Linked DNA regions of Gossypium arboreum: region 2 is linked to region 1. Evidence: chromatin contacts called from public Hi-C data. All regions are on one chromosome and are shown on one strand. The core of a region is the stretch at or near the end of the contact, and the rest is flanking DNA. Distances in the headings are between cores, read along the strand shown. Region 1 holds the start of LOC108465987 (protein IRX15-LIKE). Region 2 holds the start of LOC108473994 (beta-1,4-xylosyltransferase IRX14-like).

Region 1 (3,482 bases), core at 591-3,090:
AAAAGGAAAAACTTTAATCGAATGGCATTAAAGTAAATAGCAACCCAGTGAGTAAAAAGGTGAAGAACTAAGTTTGCATGTTCTCAAGAAAATTTGTCTTCAATCATATTTAATGATAAGAAGAAACAAAATTGCTATTATAAAATGATATCCATTTTCTGTATTAAAACATAATCCATCTAGTTGATGTTAATAACTACTCATTTAATTTTTATTTAATGCATCGATGTTACCCAATTTATTATCAAATTTTGTTTATAGTAATGGTATCATTTTTTCTTTTCAATACTATAATAATAAAAATAATAATTACTAATTAAATATTTTAAAATATCACTTTTATTTGCATCACTAAATACCTAATAAAGATTCTTTAAAAAATCCATGCTTCTTCAACCTCCATCTTGTTATGATTAAAGATGGGGTAATTTGACAATTTTTTTTTATTTTAATTACTTCATTAGTGTTCATCAGTCATAGAATATCTTCCCCATGTTGAAAGCCCCAAACTTTATGTCCCATCTTTGAAGCCAAATGCACTTAAACATGTGCCCTTTTTATCCCTTAATAATGCCCTTCCCTTTAATCTTTCATGCTTTGTGCTCCATTTCAATGAGCAAAAAACATGGATGCTTTATTGACCAAACAGAACGTTACCAATCCACAAAGGTCATGTCAATGTTGTTTTGTTTTCTTTAATGTAAATTGTAAGTGTTAATTGGACCATAGAACTAAAGTATTAAAGCTGCCCCTTTGGCTAAAAAAGCACAAGAGAGGGGATATTATCTTTGTTGTTTTTTTTCTTTTTAGAAATCTGTTCAGTTTTGTCACTTGAAAACGATGGTGTGAAGCCTTATGTTAGTTTAACCAGTGGCACATGAGAAAAGAGCGTGGTGAAACCCAGGAGAGAACTGTTCAGTCAACTGGCCCATACCCTACCTAATTTTTTTAGGGCTTCATATTTTATATTTGCAATCCAAATGATAAAAGATGAGTTTACTGCAATTTTAACCTCTCTACTATTGAAAATATAATATTTTAGTTCTTACACCTTAATTTTGAATGATAATTAACATAGCATTAAATTAAAAATAAAAAATAAAAACTTAAACAACCATTTAATCTAATACTATTATTCTATCAACAACAAACAAACTAATGTGCAAAATCCAATGCGACTAAAATAAAATTTTATAGAGGGCTAAGCTTTAACCGACAAGTTTGGAAGCATAAAGTAAGATGGTCTGACATTACCTTTTCTGGGCCACTGTAAGGATTGTCACCATTTCCTTGTACTGTAATAACCTTGTTTGAAACAAGTAATGCTATTGATTATATTACCTTGCTGTTCAAGTCATTTGTTAATCTATTCTGTTCATAGCTGTTAAGCCACTGAGATCACTGATTCACATGTATAATTGCACAATCCCATGCCTCTCCAATAAGAAAAGGGACTTACACAACTTTCCTGCAAATATAAATTCCTAATGAACATTATTCCTTAGATCAGCTGAACTTGTTATGAAAAATATCGGTTTTTGGGTTATACTTTGTTCATATATAACTATAAACCAGACTATCAGTTAATTTAAAGGAACATAAAAGAACCTGCATACTTAGTCTGTGACTCTGTTCATTCCAAATCCAGGTTTCTGCAAATGGGAAATTTGGAGCAGGTGAATTGTCACCTTCAAATGGAAACTCATTATTTAAGAAATGGTATATATAAATGTATAAAAAAAAGGTTACTTGAGAATAAAACCCAAAATTGATGAAGGAAAAGCGACATTTGGCTTGTAATTAGTTATCAGGTCACTACAATATTATATTCCCCATCTACTTTCCTTTTGCCCCTCACCAGCCCCCGGTCTTCAACAACGCCTCTTCTCCTCTGTTTCTTTCATACCACTTCTAATTTTGGATAATCCCTTTTCACCATTCTTTCACCCCAAATAATCATCACTTCCATGTTAGTTTTGCAGTGAAAACAAAGCCAACCTACTTTTCAAAACCCCAAAAGCATAAAAAGGAAATACTTAAATGGTTTTCCATGTGGTTTAATTTGGTTTTCTAGAATATTATTAGGTTGTCTTTAATGTAATTTAACGTAATGTCACTTCATGTTTGCCTAATCCTATATTGTTTCAACCTTCTTTAAATCAAACCCCATTTTTCTCTGATTCTCTCACCAGTCAAAACATTCTTCTCCACGATTGCAAAAGCAAAAAAAAAAAAAAAAAGAAATGAAGAACAGTAACAGTAATACCAAGCTAATCCTCCTCCATCCTTATATCCAAAAACAAGGCAGCTCTAGCAGATTATGGCTCCTTGCCTTCATTTCCTTTTTCACTATTGCCTTCCTTTTAACTCTCATATACACCCGAGAGTCTGTTTCCGGTAGAACTACAGCAGCCGTAAGGACAACCGTGAGAGGCCCCGGCTCATCTGTGTCCGCCTTTGGTGGTGGTGGTGGTTCACTATTGCCCACCACCGTCATCAACACCCTTCTCCATTATGCTTCGAGATCCAACGACAGTTTCCACATGACATATGCGGAGCTGAAGCCGATCTCTGATGTCCTACGTAAATGTTCCTCCCCATGCAACTTCCTCGTTTTCGGTCTAACACAAGAAACCCTCCTGTGGAAAGCACTGAACCACAATGGCCGCACCGTTTTCATCGACGAAAACCGGTACTACGCGGCCTATTTCGAAGAGTTGCATCCGGAAATCGACGCTTACGACGTCCAATACACGACCAAAGCAAGCGAAACGAGAGAGCTCATAGCATCTGCTAAAGCACAGATCCGGAACGAATGCAGGCCGGTCCAAAACCTGCTGTTCTCAGATTGTAAGCTGGGAATCAATGATTTACCGAACCATGTTTACGAAGTGGATTGGGACTTGATATTGATCGATGGGCCAAGAGGCGAAGGAGACGAAGGCCCTGGAAGGATGCAACCGATCTTCACGTCGGGGGTGCTTGCAAGAAGCAAGAAAGGGGGCAATCCCAAGACGCATATATTTGTTCATGATTATTATAGAGATGTGGAGAAGATGTCTGGGGACGAGTTTTTGTGCAAGGAAAACTTGGTGGAATTGAACGAAGTGCTAGCACATTTCGTGGTGGAAAGAATGGAAGAGAATAGCTACCAATACTGTCGCAACAAGAACATCAATACATCAAGGAAAGCTTCATCTTCATCTTAGTTCATGAATGTGATGATCATATATACATACAGTCCCAAGCCAAGGTGTCAAAAATGGTATAAAGGAAGGTGAATACGTACGGATTATTTATCATCATTTGAAAACATTTTATAGATGGATCTTTTCTTTGTTGGGGATGGTGTTTGTGTAAAAAATAATTTTGTTTTTGGCAATGAAAATTGTAAGCTCATTGAATCAGAAGATCCAGAACTTGAAAAAGAAAAAAAAAGACTTTCATAATTAGGCTTTGTATATTGGTATAGTATGCTGATG
Region 2 (3,636 bases), core at 707-3,206, 290 kb after region 1:
CGTGATTTCTTTAACGGAACTACTAATGTCATTTTGCCTCCAGACACAAAATTTGAACAAACTGACTAAATTGTAAGACCAAAACAAGTAAGAAATAAAAAATAATGAGGAAATAAAATATATTTTTAAGTGCACTCACGAAAAATATTAAATCATAAGCACAAAAAATACCAATTCTATAATTTATGAATTAAATGTACATGAATACACCATGCATTCTAAAATCTAACCTCAAATCAACATTTACGTCCAACTAATAAATAACGCAACACCACGAAATAGGACAAATAATAAAGATTACAAAACAAACAAACAAATACTAATTAAAAAAATTAAAAATGTGCCTTTAAACCTTAACCTGCTGCTGCCTCCTCTCCTTTCAAAACCACAAAATAGGACAAATAATAATATTACAAAACAAACAAAAAAATAATAATTACAAAAAATTGTATCTTAAAACCCTAATATATTGCTGCCTCCTCTCCTTCCAACACCATAAAACCTTCTTCTCTTCTGTTCTCCCTAAACTCTTTCATTTTACTTTTACACAACACTAGTGCCATGGCTGAGGGGACCAACATGATTTTTATAAAGGGTAAAAAATGGGTATAAATTTACCCGTGAACGCATGAAAATTTGGCTTGAGAAGGGAGAAAGCAACAAAAGGGTGCAAGAGAGTGCAGGCCGTAAAAAAAAAAATCACCCTGTGACTGTCTGGTTGTGTCTGCTGTAGTGGTGCCACCTGCCAGCTTTCCTTCATTCGATGCCGCTTGACACCTCTCTTCCAACCCAATGGTGCCTCTTGACATCTCTCCTCCAACTATTAAAAACTATTTTTTTTCAAAACTCGTATGTTACTCGTATTTTACTCGGTATAAGTGTGATACTGGTGCCGTCATGTAGGGCGGTGTGACAATAAAGTATTAATTTTTTTTCATCCCTATTATGGTTTAATGATAGCCTAATGATGGTGGGCAAAAAATGGGTGGTGTCGCCTTCTTGTTAAGCACCACCCTTAGTTACTGTTCAAAACGCCTCATTTTGGTAAATAATGATATGACCATACTATTTAAGTTATTAATTTAATTTTTTGGATTATTGAGTAAAAAAAAATCCCATATTCAAAGAATAAAAGAACTACAGGATGATTGAAAATTATTTTGATTGATAATGAGATAATACAATATTATGATATTAATTTTAAATTTTGGAAGTTATTTATGTTTTGTGTAAGGATCACTCTTAGAATTGTTTTTCCTATACATCCATTATTTCTTTAGTTTGTGTAGGTTTATTTTGAAAATGAAGTAAAATTTTAACAATTACATTTTAATCAATATTACTGAATGTGTTTATTATTTAAGTGTAAGTATGTTTTATATATATCATGAACTATTATTATAATTGTTGCATGATGTTTTATCTAATTTTATTTAAACTAATATTATAATTATTTTCTTATATAATTCCAACTTATTATATTCTTCAAAATGAAAAGAAACATGATTTAAAACAGGCATTACATGTAATATTAGAAAGGAATTTGTTTGATTAAGATTGGGAGTGTGGTTGTTAAGGTTTCATTTCCAATGCTTTTATTCAGTGTATAGACAGAACAAAAAAGTTAATTTGAAGTGTGTGTTTGTAAGAGGAAAGTAAATAGAATGGATAATGATTTGGAATCATCTTAATTTGGATTTATAAGAGAAGAGAAAAATACTATTTTCATGTTTCCTATAAAATAAAGTAATAAAACTTCAAAATTTGAAGCGAGCAGTTGACGGGGGTCCTAATCATCACAACCAACTAACCACCCACCCGCCCACCCAACCCATTCTCTCCTTCCTACTCTACCCTTTATCAAACCCTATTCTCTCTGCTTTAAAATTAAATAATCACACCTTTTTTTTAAAAAATTTATACTTTTGAAATTAAAATTAATTAATTCATTTTCCTAAACTAATTATTGATTCAGAAAATTTAGGAAAAGAAATTTATTTCTTCCCAAATTAAAACCCTCCATTTGGTTTATTTTCTTTTATAAGCGTGTCTAAATTCCCCTAAACCACGCGCTTATGTCCCAAACAAAAAAGAATTTAGAGGAAGATGGGCATGCCACAAACCCAAGAGCAGCAATCTGACAGTAACCCTGAATCAATTCAACCGTAATTCCAAAGTAATCGATTTCGTAACCCCACCTTCCCCCACCCAATCGACCTACCCAAATATTTGAAAACATAATCATAATTCGTGTTATATTTCCATTGTTTTCTTCTTCGTCCTCTTCTCTCTGTTGCAGGAGCTTCAGAGAGGACAGATTTCGAAGAGGATGAAGCTTTCTGCGTTGCACCAGAGCTACATCAACCGTCGAACCAACAGCTTCAGATCATCTGGGCCGTTGGATTCGTCTTCCGACAGTGCCATTAAATCCCCTGCCGCCATTTTCTGGCTTGTCTTCCATGCTCTTTGTTGTTTAATCAGCTTGCTCCTCGGCTACCGCTTTTCTCGCTTGGTCTTCTTCTTTTTGTTCTCCACTTCTTCTACTAACTTCTATACGTCGCCGTTCCGATCCACTGCCGAGCTCGTCAAAACCCTCGATGTCAACTCCGTTCTCTCCAACAACTCCGTCGCCAACCTTGACTTGCCTTTGCTTAACAAGACGGTCACCAATTCGAGGGTCGTCGTGGGGCGCCACGGGATCCGGATCAGGCCGTGGCCGCATCCGGACCCGGTTGAGGTCATGAAGGCGCACCGGATCATAGAAATAGTTCAAAAGGAGCAGAGGTCACAATTCGGCATCAAGAATCCCAGGACGGTTATCGTGGTCACTCCGACGTATGTACGCACTTTCCAAGCGCTGCATTTGACCGGTGTGATGCACTCTCTAATGCTGGTTCCCTACGATCTGGTTTGGATCGTGGTGGAAGCTGGTGGCGTCAGCAACGAAACGGCGTCGCTTATTGCGAAATCGGGTTTGAAAACTATCCACGTCGGATTCAATCAACGGATGCCGAATTCCTGGGAAGAACGACATAAATTAGAGTCCAAGATGCGTCTTCGTGCTCTAAGGTACTTGTTTGTTTAATTTTAAATTTTATTCAATTGTGAAAATCATTAAAATCCATACGTTTTGGGATTAGGTTGTTAGAACTATAGATTTAATTAAGTTTTCGTGATACTTTGGGACAGAATTATTAGAGAGAAGAAATTGGATGGAATTGTTATGTTTGCCGATGATAGCAATATGCATAGTATGGAACTTTTTGATGAGATCCAAAATGTGAAATGGTTCGGGGCTGTTTCAGTTGGAATACTTACTCATTCGGTTAATACTGATGAGATGGCGGATCGGAAAAAGGATGAAGAGGAGAATCCTAGAATGCCTGTTCAAGGCCCTGCTTGTAACGCCTCCGATATGTTGGCAGGATGGCATACTTTTAATACATTGCCATTTGCTGGGAAAAGTGCTGTTTATATCGATGATCGGGCAACTGTGCTGCCCAGGAAGTTGGAGTGGTCAGGGTTTGTTTTGAATTCTAGGTTGCTTTGGAAAGATAGCAGTGATAAGCCGAAATGGATTAAGGATATTGATATGTTGAATGGTGATATTGAGAGTCCCCTAGGTTTGGTTAATGA

What was found. Hi-C and Micro-C count contacts between places; a contact is called where the count stands out from the background.
Region 2: a contact with region 1 is called in a Hi-C map of leaf, with 3 times the contacts expected there. The contact joins the promoter of LOC108473994 here to the promoter of LOC108465987 in region 1. A contact is called at or near these places in 4 of 5 Hi-C or Micro-C datasets (all in leaf).

The regions. Positions count from the first base shown.
Region 1 is chr11:36,721,978-36,725,459 of ASM2569848v2, forward strand. It overlaps LOC108465987 (protein IRX15-LIKE), which reads left to right and starts at 1,841. Exons shown (of 1, transcript XM_017766359.2): 1 at 1,841-3,449. The coding sequence starts at 2,244. The coding sequence ends at 3,209.
Region 2 is chr11:37,013,887-37,017,522 of ASM2569848v2, forward strand. LOC108473994 (beta-1,4-xylosyltransferase IRX14-like) reads left to right here and starts at 1,957. Exons shown (of 3, transcript XM_017775840.2): 1 at 1,957-3,069; 2 at 3,190-3,636. The coding sequence starts at 2,330.